Linked DNA regions of Mus musculus: regions 1 and 2 are each linked to region 3. Evidence: chromatin contacts called from public HiChIP or PLAC-seq and promoter capture Hi-C data. All regions are on one chromosome and are shown on one strand. The core of a region is the stretch at or near the end of the contact, and the rest is flanking DNA. Distances in the headings are between cores, read along the strand shown.

Region 1 (4,381 bases), core at 1,067-3,566, 140 kb before region 3:
CTTCACAGCAGTAAAACCCTAAGACAGAAGGCAAGCAACAGACAGAGCAAGATAGTGTTAGATGGCATTATCTACTGCAGAGAGCAAGGCAGCAGATGAGATGAGAAGCCAGGAGGAGGAGGAAGAGGAAAGAAGGAAGAGGCACAATTCCCCTTACCCCAAACCCCTACCCTACCCCACCCTGCCCTTGAAGCTGCACACAAGGAAACCCCGAACTCTGAACTGAATCACACAGGCACACCTCACTATGTGGGAAGACAGAAATTCGGACCTGTCTGCACCTGAGAAGCACATATTCATCAATGGGGGTGGGGGTGGGGTCTACCACCAAAGGTGAAGGGACTGCAGTCAACTAGCCACAGCAGGGCAACCCCCACAGTGAGATTGTGATGTGGGCGGATAACTTAATAGTGTCCCTTAGGACATGGGTCTCCATGGGTCTCACACCAGTGGGGTCTTATGAGCAAAAAGCCCATGTGCTTTTATAATGGGTTCTCGTCCTGAGAGTATCTATGGAACATGGAGACTGTGTCTCCTGGAGCAAACGCTGGCTTGTTTAGTGTCCAGTATGAAAGGACCCTGTCATTTATGCACAGCAGGGAGACTCCTGTAATCCCTGTACTTGAGAAGTGAAAACAGTTCCTTGGGCAGCAGGAACCCAAGTTCAAAACTAACCTGGGATATAATGAGAGACTCTGTGTGTGTGTGTGTGTGTGTTATACACACACAATTTGTTATGATTTTAATCATGAGGAAAAATAAATGCAGGTTGTGCCACGTGGTACAACGATAACACAATGAGATGCATGCAGCGATCTCAGCACGACCTCCCTCTCTGCTGCAAGTGATTTTTCTACACAGCACGTGGTACTTGGCCAAAGCTACCCTGAATTTCTAGTCTTCCAGCTGGCATTTATAGAAGATAGGAGTGCCTAACCCTGCTGGCACTTGGAAAACAAAATCCCAGGGAAGGGCTCTGATGAACTCAAATGAGGTCCTGTGTTTACCCTAGAATCAGAAAGGGATGGGGGGTGGAGGTCAAGCTATGGTATAACTATGCCTTTCAGAAGGTAAAGAGGGATTTGGGAGCCTCCTGTAACCCAGGACAACAGCAGGGAGAGGCAGTTTTAGCCAGGGAGGGCCAGGTGGTCAGGAGCTGCAGATTCGTGGATGCACCGTTTTCAAACAGAGCGAGTAGGAGGAGGTGAGGCCATTCATTGATGGGAAAGGCAACCCAGCCAGTGTGGGTGTTTGTTTTGAACTTGGTGAATTTAGAATCTTTGGGGACATAATTGTAGAAGAAAGATCACACTGGTCGCTGACACTGGTCGCCGAGGATACAATTCTGCCGGTCAGAAAACCGTGGGCAGACTCAGCTACTGGAGGAAGACCGAGTGTGCCTCCCAAGGTTCCTGGCAAAAACTGTAGAAGGTGCCACCACATTGAGCTGCCTAGCAGCAGAGTCCTCCGGTGTCACCAGGCCACTGGTGAGAGACAGCCTGGCTAATTATGAATGCAATGCGGAGAAGCCAGAGTTAGTAAACCTGCCTGCATCCACATTTCTGTAGAATGCCTGCACTTCCCGTGACTCAGCGAGGGCTCCTCCTGTGGCTTGTTCCAAAGCACACTGGGAGTTGTTGGGCAAATATTTGAACAGCCTTTCGATCTGAAACCCGAGTAGCTGAGCCCTTCAGCTTCAGAGCCTGCAACTCCTTGCTGCCACTAGCTCTTTCTGTCCCTGCTACAGCCAACCCCTGCGGCAGCAGGAACCACTGAGCAACTAATCCCAAACTGGATTTTCCACCAAAAAAAAAATGTCACCAATGATGGAGGAGAGGAAAGATGACCAAAAGTCCAGGGCACCTTGCTCCCACTCAGAGGGCTCGCTTTATCTCTCATGGTCGGGTTACATGCTCATTTCGCGTTCAGCGGGAACTGAGTGTGTGATTAATCTCTTGATCAGGAGTGAGTCAGGCATGGGTGTGAATCCACAAAGTGCTAATTACAAACGTGCTTCCTTCCTGGGAGCCAGTAAGAGAAAGTTAGTAAGGCAAGAGAGAAGTGCTGGGCGGGTCCCTGAGCAGGGACCCAGAAAGACCCCTCCACTCCAGTTCCCCTCCGATCAGGCAGGGCAGAGGCGCTGCGGGTGCGGAATGAGAGACCCTGGCTTCTCTATGAGCTGCACATCTAAAATAAGACTCCACGGGAGACTCTGGGAATTTCCTGTACTTTTTAACTCTCAATGTCCTATTTATAAAGCTTAGTCACTGCAGTTGTTTCGCAGTTACTCCGCGGCGTGTAGAGACAGGTCATAACAGGAAACAGGCTCACAGGAGGCTCTCTCTCAACCGCTGGCTTTGGGGGAATCTGGGTCCGGTCTCCACTTGACAAGCTCAAGGGACTTAACTGGACTGGGTAGCTCTCTAATCTTTCCACTGGCCAGCCACACCCGGCTCTTACATATTCCCGAGGAGGGTCTGGCCTCTTCAAGGGCTTCTTACAGACACTGTGAGGCCCAGCTTCTTGGGAGACCCCCAGGCCCTGGCACAGAGTATGGTCTGAAGGCATCTTTTGCTTCCTGCAGCAAGAACAGACCTGCCCAAGCGTCTCTGCTCGTCCCTGTCTGCATAAAAAGGGCAGGTTCTCCCAGAAGGTTCCAGGCTCCATTGCCTATGTGCAGAAATTGTTAAAAACAATTAAGAGGCAAAGGAGGGGAGAAGAGGGAATGAGCTGAATCCAGCAAAGCTCAGCCAAATGTTTTGCTCCTGTTTCAACCCTGGGCAGAGCCACAAGAGAGAACAAAGCCCTGTTCACTTCCCCATTTCACAGCCACTAAGCTAGCCTCTGAAATCAGGCTCTCTCATCAGGGCTAGTAAACTAACTCCTGTCCCCAGTGTCCCCAGACACTACAGGGCAGAGGTAGCCCCATTTGTTGTTCTTCATGGGGGGCATGGAGTCTTCCCAACCAGAGCCAGCTTACTTCGTAGCTGTAGTTTCTCATAAAGCAAGATGACCAATAGGTGGGCTAAGGCTCTCAACCAACTTTTCTTGGGAGCCGGTACTGGCTTAGCCCTGACTTCTGAGGCTCTGAAGCAAAGAAGGTTTAGATTTGGAGATGTTCCTTGGCTTGAGACATTTTGGGTCACAGTCCCAATAGTGTGGTGGTTTCTGATGGAGCTGGGCCTCTCTTAGCTCTGGGTGTGCAACAGTCAGAACCCAAGATGGTGTCGTGTGCCAGGGTTCCTCCATGTCTTACACTAGAGGTGCAATGGCCCAAGGACTTCTTTGGATGGCATTCCTGGACCGGGGTGGTCTGGTCCATTCTCTGGAATCTCAGGCTCTTTTACCATCTGCTGCCTCTCAAGTCCCCAGGCTGACCACTGACCAAGCCTCCTATTCCGTTCTCTTTCTTCTGGCTTCTTCCTCTCTCTGTTTCTCTGCCTCTTTCCGTTCACAGGCCTTTACACCCCCTTTTTCTCCATCTCTGCATTTGCTGGCCTGACAGTAAGTCTCCAAAAGCCACATGGAACCCATATCTCAGCATCCAGAGGCCTAGAGATTTTCCACCTCCCAATGAGTCACACTTCCCTGAGCTCCCACCACCAACCACAACAGAGGCTGGGGGGAGGGCCATACTTACAGCGCATAAAGACAAAACATTCATCAACGGAGAAGAAGGATGTTTCAAACAAGTGAGAGCTGCCAAGGTTCAGCAACTGTGTCAGACGCAGGATCAACCTGCAAAACTCAGTAGCAGCTGTCTCCACCCACAGTCGCTGCTAGAAAGTACCACTTCGAAGATACTATTCATAACAAAGGCATGAATTACCAGATACGTAGGAGTTTATTAACCAGGAACACACAAAAAGTCTATAAGCATTTTAAAGTTCCAATAAGGCCGCATAAAATTATCTGCACACAAGAGAGCACATTCTATGCTTTGGAGTGAGCATCTTAATAAAGGATGTCTTGTATTGGATAACTGTGTAAGGATCTAATTACATTAATGATTCAACTATACACTGAAGACAAAGCCAATCAATGTGCTGGCTGGCTTTCTTTGTGAGGAACTCTATAAATGGATAACGTTTAAAATGGAAAGTGGAGAGGGGATTTGCTTAACCAGATACACAACAAAACCTCCGTAAGGGCAACGCTGTGTGACCGGCTCAGAAACAGTTCTAAAGAGCTGAAGAGCAGAAGAGCAGGCTGCCTACGCTCTGCTTGTACACAGGCAGGAGTCACTCTGCAGCAGGGATATGTTCTGAGAAGAGCATGTTAGAAAATGTCACCCTGGTCAGGTGGTGGTGGCCCATGCCTTTAATCCCAGCACTTGGGAGGCAGAGGCAGGCGGATTTCTGAGTTCGAGGCCAGCCTGGTC
Region 2 (4,742 bases), core at 604-3,103, 210 kb before region 3:
CTTCAGCCTCAGGTTTCAGCTCTAATGGCTGCCTGGACGCTGTTGCACTAGGCATTAAGTTCCCAGGACATGAATGTTGTGGGCATATTGCAACCACAGTGCCATCCCCGTCCCAAGTATAGCCCCTTCTCCACCCTCAATGGACCGGATAATCTGGACAGAAAGGAGAAAGCCAGAACGTGAGGCATGGCAGGGGAGAGACATCACAGAGCATGCCCAAGGCAGGTGGGGACTCCCACTGCACATTCATTCCCATGGAGGCCCGGAGCCTAAATTAAAGGTAGGAACGTAGAAGTCATTGTAAACTTCACTGCTTATGTGCTTTCAGAGGCGAGGGAGAAACACCCCCCCCCCACACACACACACACACTCCCCCAGAAGATTCAGGCTGGAAAAGACAGTCTTTGAAGCAACTCAGGGGTTTCTCAGCTGGGGCTTGTCACTTTGAAGTTCCCAACTCACTCTCATGAGGAACTGGGAGGCTCTGGGCGCTTGAAGCCAAAGTTCCATGGAACAGAAAGAGCTAAGCGCCTCCTGGCAGGAAGGGCTTAGTAACTTTAGTCAAGCAGGAGGGAGTATGGGCTGGGCTTCAGCTAAAGGGTTCGATTTCCTCCATCCTTACAGAACGGGGAGGGAGATGGGATGAAGCTTCGGACAAACAAGAGGAACAGCCTTGAGAGGAGGTGGGGTCGCCATGGAGGGTTTCAAATCCACAAAGGCCGTTCTGCTGAGGGGAAGATGAGGGGCACTGGCCTAGAGAACAGGCCCCCAGAGAGCCTAGGCTCGTGGTTTTAATTACCCAGTTAGTCATCGGTTTACTGTCATCCAAGTTTAATAAGCCTGTGACCTGTGAGAGAGAGGAAAAAAAAATTACCCAAGTGTAGCAGCCTCGAGATAGGATTCTCCAAGGCTACCAGATCTGAATAACTCGGGGTTAGGGACCCCCATCTTTTCTGTCTTTGGAACTGTGGTCTCAAGGGCAGGACCTCAGGCACTAGCTCGTCCAGCTAAGCTAGAAAATGTTTTAAGAGCCAACAGTTTATAAACGGCTCAGGGAGGGGCTTCAGAGCACAGAGCCTCTGAAGGCAGAGCCCAGAGGTTTAAGCTCCGAAAGGGGGTAGAATGGGGTGGGATGGGGGGAGGGGGGGCTGGGACCCTGATGGCCACTGGATTGTCACCCAGTTTTACTCAGGAAGCAACAGGGTCCTCATGGCCCCTGCAGTCCCTGCCAGTGCCCTGAGAGGAATGAGGGTGTTGGCTTGGCACCCTCCAGGGTAGAACTAGGCAGGGTTTTGTGCCCCCTCCCTCCGCCGACCTTGGAGCAAAGCCTGAGTTCGTGTGCCCAGCCCCAGCTTCCACGTTGAGAAACCTGATATTTCTGACTGGAACACTCCACTCTTTGTGCTTCTCGCCACAGGGGTGTCCTGCTCCTGGCTAGCTCTGCTAGCTCAGCTCAGCCTCCTGGCTTCAGTGTCCCTCCTGAGCACCTGATGGCTCCTGGTTTGCTGTGACTCACTGCTATTATAGCTGTCTGGGGCTTTTATTTCCAGTACTTCACTGTAGCTGCCCGTGACCCAGCTCCCGAGGCGGGACTTTCCACGTCGAGGGTGCCAGGCCAGCAGAGAGGAGACCACCAGTCCATCTGTCAGTATCTGAATAATTTCACACACACACACACACACACACACACACACACACACACACACACACACATCTCTCAGCCACCTAGGCTGTTTTTGGTTCCGTGAGCAGTGCAAGCCAAAGGCCCCGGCCAGGCTGTTGGGTTTTTACCTTACCCTGCGGAACCTCTTGTCACCTGCGCATGCCAGGAGTTCACCACACCGGTTCCTCTCTGAGGCCACCTTAGCAGCGGCTTCCTGTATCTACAGCCAACTTCCTGTTGCGTTCACATAATGTTTGCCTGAGTTCTTAAGGTTTCAGTTCAGTAAAATGTAAGAGCAAACTGGGACTGGATGCACCTTGGAGACCGAACTAGGGACAGCTTGGGCTCAATAGGGAGAGCCTGTTCTGAAACAAAACAAAACCCCAACAAACCCCTAATCAACCAATTAAACAACCAAGAGTGCTCCAGAGGACACAGTATACTTAAGTCGCCCAAGGTGAGGTCCATCTAACAGGAACCCCACCCACTCCCCCCAAAAAACCCATCAACGACAAAGAAACCCAAGGTCAATTAAACTCAGGAAACTACATACTCTAACCCATTTTTTGGTGACTTAAAACATACTTATATATTAAGGGTCTAAGAAGTCCTATTGCAAATCCTGTTCTCCTATAGAACCCACCTTTTCCTAAACCCAGCACGATTCTGACCACGACTCTTTTCATTTAATACCTATTTATAACCTCAAAGGCCTAGTTAATGTCTTTTGGACTGTATTTTAGGAAATTATCTAGCAGTCGTTTTTAAGTGCCAGTTCATTCTCTGGTCCATTGGTGAGTGGGATTGGATATGTACTTGGTACAGCGTTTTGAAGCTCTTTGTGGGTCAGATACCCCTTGCTGTCCGCCTTTCTTGCTTTTTGTTAGATGCAGGCGTGGACTGTTGAGTCCCTCCCTGTTTTTCCTCCACCTCCATCCCCCACCCCCAGTTCCTGGAGAGAGTCCACTTTTGGTTTTTGTGGGTCTGGGCACATTTGGAGTTGGCAGAAGCAACCAGAGGGCTTCGGTTTGTGGCTTCATCTATTTTAGAGGAGAAAAAGGGGGGTGTGGTTCAACTGGTCCCTTGGGAGTGCTGGGGAAGCTACTGGGTTTGTTTGTTTGTTTTGTTTTTGTTTGTTTGTTTGTTTGTTGTTGTGGTTGTTGTTGTTTTAAACAGCTTTAGCTTCTCAGAATGGAAAGGAAGAACACAGGCTCTAGCCTTAGAGAAACGTTTACATGGTACCTCGCCAAGGCACCTCTCCAGAATAAGGCTACAGCAGCGGGGAGGCCCCCAATGAACCGAATTTGCAGCTCAGAGTCACTTAATTCTGCATCCCTTGTTGGCTCAAAACAGAAAACGCCCATGGGAACTGGCAAATGTGACCAAAGAGGCAGCGTGTGTTTTATGAAAACAAGGGGTGGCTCCCGGGGCAGCGGCCTGGGGCAGTGGCTGGGGCTGGGGTGGACCTCAGGCCAGGAGCCCGTGAAGCTCCGCTGCCGGCCAGGAGCCCTGATGCAGCGGGGCAGTCAGGATCGCCCAGCAGCTGCCGGTCCCCGTGGGGCGCAGGTGCAGTCTGGCTTTGCATCCTGGAGCAGGACGCTGGGGAGGCGCACACTCTGAAGGCCTGCAAATTGGTTCCTGCATTCAACAGGGGAAGTCGCCACGGAGCTCAGTGGGGAGGGCAGCCCAGGGATGTTGGCTCATGGATTGTTTGGATGCCTGCTCTCTTTGCTTGCTTCCTTAGCAGGATGTGTGGGGCAAGGGGAGCGAAGCCCTTTTTAATTTTTTTGAAAATGGCTGGGCAGTGGTGGCACACGCTTTTAATGCCAGCATTAGGGAGGCAGAGGTGGGTAGATCTCTGTGAGTTGAAGACTTCCTTGGTCTACAGATCGAGTTTCAGGACAGCCAGGGCTACACAAAGAAATCCTGTCTTAAAATACAAGCCAGCCAGCCAGCAAGCAAACAAACAAATTGAAAATGACCTTAAGGGCAATGTCCTTCCAATTGTAGTGCTCAGTAGTCCTCGATTTTACAGTCCTAGATCTTCAACAATGAGAGAACAGATTATAGTCCTAAATCCTAAATCCTGGTCAGTTGTCAGGCCAGATAGAGAGACCCGCTACTCCTGCTACTCCTGCTACTCCTGTTGTTTGGACAAGTGGCTTCCCATCATCACCATGGTTTTCCCTTTAAATGTACCCACTGAAACAAGTTTGTGGGTTTTCCCCAGTATTAAAGTTATAGCTGGTTCCGGTGGCACATACCTATAATTCCAGCATGTAGGAAGCCAAAGAAGGTAGGTCTTGAGTTCAAGGCTACATTGAACTATACACAGAATCACTGTCTCAAAAACAAACCAACAACCAAAACAAAAAGGCCCAGGAATTATAAAAACTTTAGGGGAACTGCAAAAAAACCTTTTCAGTATTAAACATTACTGTCCATCAGGGCCATTTGAGAATTGTCCAGCTCTTCTGTAGAAGGTAGCTTTAAATTGCCATGTCTCATGAATTAGAGGCTAAACATTTATAACTACAAAATTAGATGACTCTGCAGGGAAATGAAAGACTAAGAATTAGACACACTCCCTTGGGCACACAGATAAGGAGAGGGTCATGGCTAGGCAAGAAAGGTGGTAAATGTCTAAGATAGACAGCTTCTGCCACCACCTAAAGCCTGGCTGTCTCCCACCAGTCAGCCCAGCCCTGCAGATAGATGAATAGGCTCAGCTGCATCAGGATATAACACGAGGCAATTTCAGACAAATCCACCACAGAGACAATCATGTCTTCTTAAAAGCACAGCCCTCAAGAAGAGCCAGTTTCCATCTTCCTGAGCCCTCTCTGGTCTGCAGAGGGCCTTTTTCTGTGTGTGTCTGCTGACTGTGTGTGTGTTTCCTCACCTCCAATAAATGGCTTTTCTTCTCCTGATTCAGTCTGCAATGTTTGAGATTTCTCTGCTGCTACCTGTTTTAAATTCCTTCACTGGCAGAGAAAACAAACTTAATCAAGACCCTTAGACTGTATCAGAAACTTAAATGTGACTTCTCTGCTGAATAGAAATGCAAATCACATTTGTC
Region 3 (4,325 bases), core at 1,685-4,184:
CCCTGGACTCTATCTTGGGTAGTTGAGACAGAAGGATCAGAAGTTCAAGGTCACCCTCTACTATGTGACAATTTTGAGGCTAGCCTGGGCTATATGTGTCCCTCTCTCAAAAATAAATAAAGTTTAAATCACTGACATGTGTTCATTTACATTTTGAATGAAGTGAAGTCATGAATTTACCTTTCTGAAATGTTTTGGTGACCTCACCAAAATGTATAAGTAGACTATTCTAACTGAGCCAACTGCTCTGCCCACCACCCCCTCACATGGAGACAGATACATCTTACAGAACAATAAAGTCAACTTTGTTCATTTACATAAGCCAAACCAGCAAGGTGGTGGTGACGAAGCCCTTTAGTCCCAGCACTCTGGAGGCAGAGGCAGGAGGATCTCTGTTAGTTCTAGACCAGCATGGTCTACAGAGTAAGTTCCCAGACAGTCAGGGCTACACAGAGAAACCCTGTCTTGAAAAACCAAACCAGAAGCTGAGTTCTGGAACAGACAAGGCTACAAAAAGGATCCTTGTCTAAAGGAACCAAGTAGATAAAAGTGAAAATCCACCTTTGTATTCTTAGGACCTTGTACGGGGTCAAGCACCTAAGCTGTGTTCAACAGATGGTAAAGGAATACACAAAGCTAAAATACATCACACCACATAAAATATGAATTATTATCAACTAATTTTTTTCTAAAAACATAAATGTTGTCCATGGCATGAACTTCAATTCCATAATGCTAAGTTAATAAATTAATTTTAGCTGCTTTTAACATTCACCACAGAAGATGACATTCCTCTGGATGTGTTTTTTTAATATGCAAAACACTCCATTACTATGAAGTAATATATTATCTACAAACACAACACACAAATGCACAGTTCCAGGACCAAAGCAAGAGATAGGGAATGGATATTAGTTCTGGTTTTATTTCTGATCTACTCTGAAAAATTAAATTTGTATTTATGCACCAAGGATTATGTAGAGTCTAAGCCACCTTTTGCTATCAAAATTACGAATGTGTATATACTTGCATCACATGCCAACAAGGGTCAAGCCGATACACCCATTGCCATTCTGGGAGGTAGAAGGGTTAATTACTATCCACGTATTTCCCCTTTGCGTTTGATTCAAAACAGAATTATCACTATTCAATGTGCTTTCCATTTCCACAGAGTTCTTTTTAAAGACATGATTTGGTGTGTGCCCCCAAGGAAACCAGTAATCACCTCCTTATGAGAATTATGACAATGGAAAATTTGAAATTCTGAAGAATACAAGGAAATGTTTTTACCATTAAAGTGGACTTGTCTTTCCACTCCTAGACATGTATGATGAATTCTTTTTCAAGTGCAGTTGTTGTTGTTAGTGTGAGTCTGTCTGTCTGTCCGTCTGTCTGTCTGTGAGTGTGTACGAGTGTGTGTAGGGAGTCAGTTCTCTCCTTCCCCCCTGGGTTCTGCACATGAACTCAGGAACCCAAAAGGTACTTTTACTCCTTACATCTTACATTCTCCCTCAATTGTGGTATTTTACCTAGTGGAGGTTTCTTATTAAAGTGTGTGTGTGTGATATATGTGTTAGTGGCATGTGTGTGTGTGTGTGTGTGTGTGTGTGTGTGTGTGTGTGTGTGTGGTGAGGGCCTGCATGAAGGCCAGGACAGCTTTGTGGAGTCAGTTCTCCCCTATCACCTTTACGTGGATTCCAGGAATGAAATTCAAGCCATCAAGCTTGTGTTGTTGGACCGCAAATCACCTTCCCTAACGAGTCTCTTGCTGGCCCAGAGCAACAAAGAGAATGGCATAATTACCTAACTTCATATAAGACTAGCACCAACCAATCGGAGACACGCACCCTAGCAATGTATCTAATCTCCAAAGATTGATTAGCAACGAGCCACCTCCCCCCCCCCGCCCGCCCCCGCAACTGTCCCTTAAAAGTGGTTATTGCAAGTCCTCGTCGCTGTGAAGAAACTGACCACATTTTGTGAGGCAATCTTTGTATTCAGGTAAGACTTCTGCAGGAAGTGGGGAGGCGCTTTAGATTCACCCCAAGAGCTGGAGAACGAATACTATGACTCACTGACACTTCACACATGGGAAACACACATCCATATTAGCGAAAACAGCACAGCCTCAACAGGCGAATGGGCGAGCGTAGCAAGCAAGCCGCCCGAGGCGAGCACCCCCAGCCCCAAGAACTTAATTCAAAGTAGCCTCTCGGTCCAAAATTGCGCATTTGTTTTAGAAACGAAAAAAACCAGTGGGACTCTGTGTTGCCAGAATCCAGCCTGAGGACAACGCATTGGTCAACGGCGGAAGTTGCCTGACGAAATGACTGTAAGATGAAATCCAGTTTTATGATCATAACAAAACCTTCCTTCCGGGACCAGGCCAAAAAAGAAAGTTGAGAAAACGTCCTTCGGGATGCAACAGGCAATTAGGAGCGCCCGCAGCCCGGCCAGAGAAGGCTCGGCCGCGGCACGCGGGGCGGGCGCGAGCCGTGCTCCCCGCTCCTCGCTCTCCCCGTTACAAGTTGTGCGAGCTCCGGGCCCGGCCCCCCAGCCCGTCGCCCCGCGGCACCTCCCTCGGCCCCAGCACTGACCTTCCGCAGGGCCGGGACCAATAGTCCCCGCCATTTCGGGCTGTTTTCTTCGCTGAAGAACTCGTAGGGCTGCGGCGCCTGCTGCATGGCCCCGGCCGCAGCGCCTCCGCATCGGAGGCCGGGCCGGTGGCCTGACAGGCAGGGCGCCGGCCGCCTCGCCTCGCCTCGCCCCGGCCGCCGCCTCCCGCCCGGGCCGCAGCTCCGGCCGAGCGCTCGGGGGCGGCGCCGGCGGGCGGGCGTTCGCCGAGGCTTGGCGGCCCCGCAGCCCCGAGGAAGCGCGGCGGCCCGAGGCGTCCTGCTGTCCCCGCGGCGCCGGCCCGCTGGCCCGAGGCTCCTCCTCCTTTGTCTGGGTGCGCAGCGCGGGGCACCGCCGGCCTCGCCCCCGCCCCGACTCCCGCTACGGCCGCGGCGGGCAGACAGCGGCGGCCCGCAGCGTCCTCATCGCCTCCCCCGCCCTCCGCGCAGCCGCCGCTACCGCCGCCGCCGCCGCCGCCGCCACCGCCGGGTCCGCCCGAGTCACCTCCAGAGGGCCCTCGGGGCCGAGCGGGCGCGCGTGTCCGGCGTGCACGGCACTGGCCGCCGCCGCCGCCGCCGCCCCTCCAGCCCCGCCGGCCGCCGCCGAGCGCCCGGTGCCTGCAGCGGCGGCTCGGCTCGGCTCGGCCCCGCGCTCGCTCTCCCGAGTCTCTGGAGAAGACCAGCACGGAGCATGCGCGCCGCCGAGCGGGCCGAGGCGTCTGGTGCGGGGCCCCGGGGCCGGGAGGGTAATCGGTCTCTCCTGGGAACGTGCACGGGGCGGGGTGGCTCTTCCAGACGAACTCGGCAGCGTTCCGAGTCCTGGCAGACAATCCTGATTCGGTACAGCCCTAGGGGACCCCCGAGCCCGTGACTGCAGCTCTGGGAGGCAGAACACAGATGTGGGGAGAAAAGGACATTTGGGCTGATAGGATATTTATTTAACGTGTGCTCTGTGTGGCTCCTTTGTATATTTAGGTGATAGTGGCTATTCATAAAGTCACATTGTAGGGTCATGGGAAGCTCTTAGCGCACGTTGAAGGGCCAGATGACTTCAGTTCGAGGTCTTTCACCTAGAGTCCCTATGGATCAAAAAAAAAAAAAAAAAAAAAGTATCCAAAAACTTTCAGATATTGTTCTTAGGTTAATCATGTTCAAATCCTTTCCACTTAAGGTTCTACAGAACCTGGATCCTGCGATACAGTCACACTAATTAGCATTAAAAAAAAAAAACCTAAAAATCCTCTGTCCCTATGCTTTTTTAAGTTGAAGGGGCATGTACTTTGGAAACTTTTTCACTAACCCAAATTTCATCCCACTAAAATCGCTGAACAGATTGCTCCCAACGGGCTGTAAACAGTCATGCTGCCAGCCACCGAAGTGAGGAAGGGAACAGAAGAACAGACTGGAAAAGATAACTTGTGTAGTAATTTCAGCTCCAGAATCAGTGGGTGAACATTGTTCTCCCCCAAACACAACACCATTTTGACTTCATAAAGTAAAAATGGCAACTAAATACTTAAAGAGATCGGAGGTTTCCGTTTTGTTTTGTTTTTGGTTTCTTTTTTAATCTAAGTATCCACAGTGTTTAAAAAAAAAAAAGTCCTCTGGGGCTGTCGAGGAAAAGGTACCTGCTTCGCTTCCCAAGGCTGACAACCTGCGTTCCACCCCTGGAACCCACGTGAAGGAAAGAACCGGCTTCGCAAGGTTGTTCCC

What was found. Promoter capture Hi-C pulls out the DNA fragments that hold promoters and counts their contacts. HiChIP or PLAC-seq counts read pairs in DNA pulled down with a chosen protein or histone mark.
Region 1: a FOXA1 HiChIP or PLAC-seq map of pancreatic cancer cells shows a contact between it and region 3. The contact joins the enhancer-like site here to the promoter of Sos2 in region 3. A contact is called at or near these places in 3 of 39 promoter capture datasets (embryonic stem cells, liver and macrophages), 5 of 115 datasets of contacts at active chromatin or transcription factors (CD8 T cells, effector CD8 T cells, embryonic stem cells and 2 more) and 2 of 9 other capture datasets (embryonic stem cells and liver).
Region 2: a promoter capture Hi-C map of embryonic stem cells shows a contact between it and region 3, with 5 times the contacts expected there. The contact joins the promoter of 5830428M24Rik here to the promoter of Sos2 in region 3. A contact is called at or near these places in 7 of 39 promoter capture datasets (the 3T3-L1 cell line, 3T3-L1-derived adipocytes, embryonic stem cells and 3 more), 3 of 484 Hi-C or Micro-C datasets (Sertoli cells, embryonic stem cells and extraembryonic endoderm stem cells), 2 of 115 datasets of contacts at active chromatin or transcription factors (pancreatic cancer cells and stem cell-derived neural progenitor cells) and 1 of 9 other capture datasets (macrophages).

What each region holds. Positions count from the first base shown.
Region 1 is chr12:69,535,910-69,540,290 of GRCm38.p6, forward strand. No RefSeq gene overlaps it. Among named protein-coding and RNA genes, the nearest start is that of Gm46353, 13 kb to the right of the region's middle. Within about 2 kb of position 2,317, at least 346 of the 459 cell types and tissues checked have an H3K27ac peak or open chromatin away from gene starts, as enhancers often do. A contact at or near this core is called in CD8 T cells, effector CD8 T cells, liver and 3 more, where this site is marked.
Region 2 is chr12:69,473,697-69,478,438 of GRCm38.p6, forward strand. 5830428M24Rik (RIKEN cDNA 5830428M24 gene) reads right to left here and starts at 1,854. Exons shown (of 5, transcript NR_038060.1): 1 at 1,792-1,854; 2 at 800-847.
Region 3 is chr12:69,678,918-69,683,242 of GRCm38.p6, forward strand. Sos2 (SOS Ras/Rho guanine nucleotide exchange factor 2) reads right to left here and starts at 2,935. Exons shown (of 23, transcript NM_001135559.1): 1 at 2,598-2,935. The coding sequence starts at 2,684.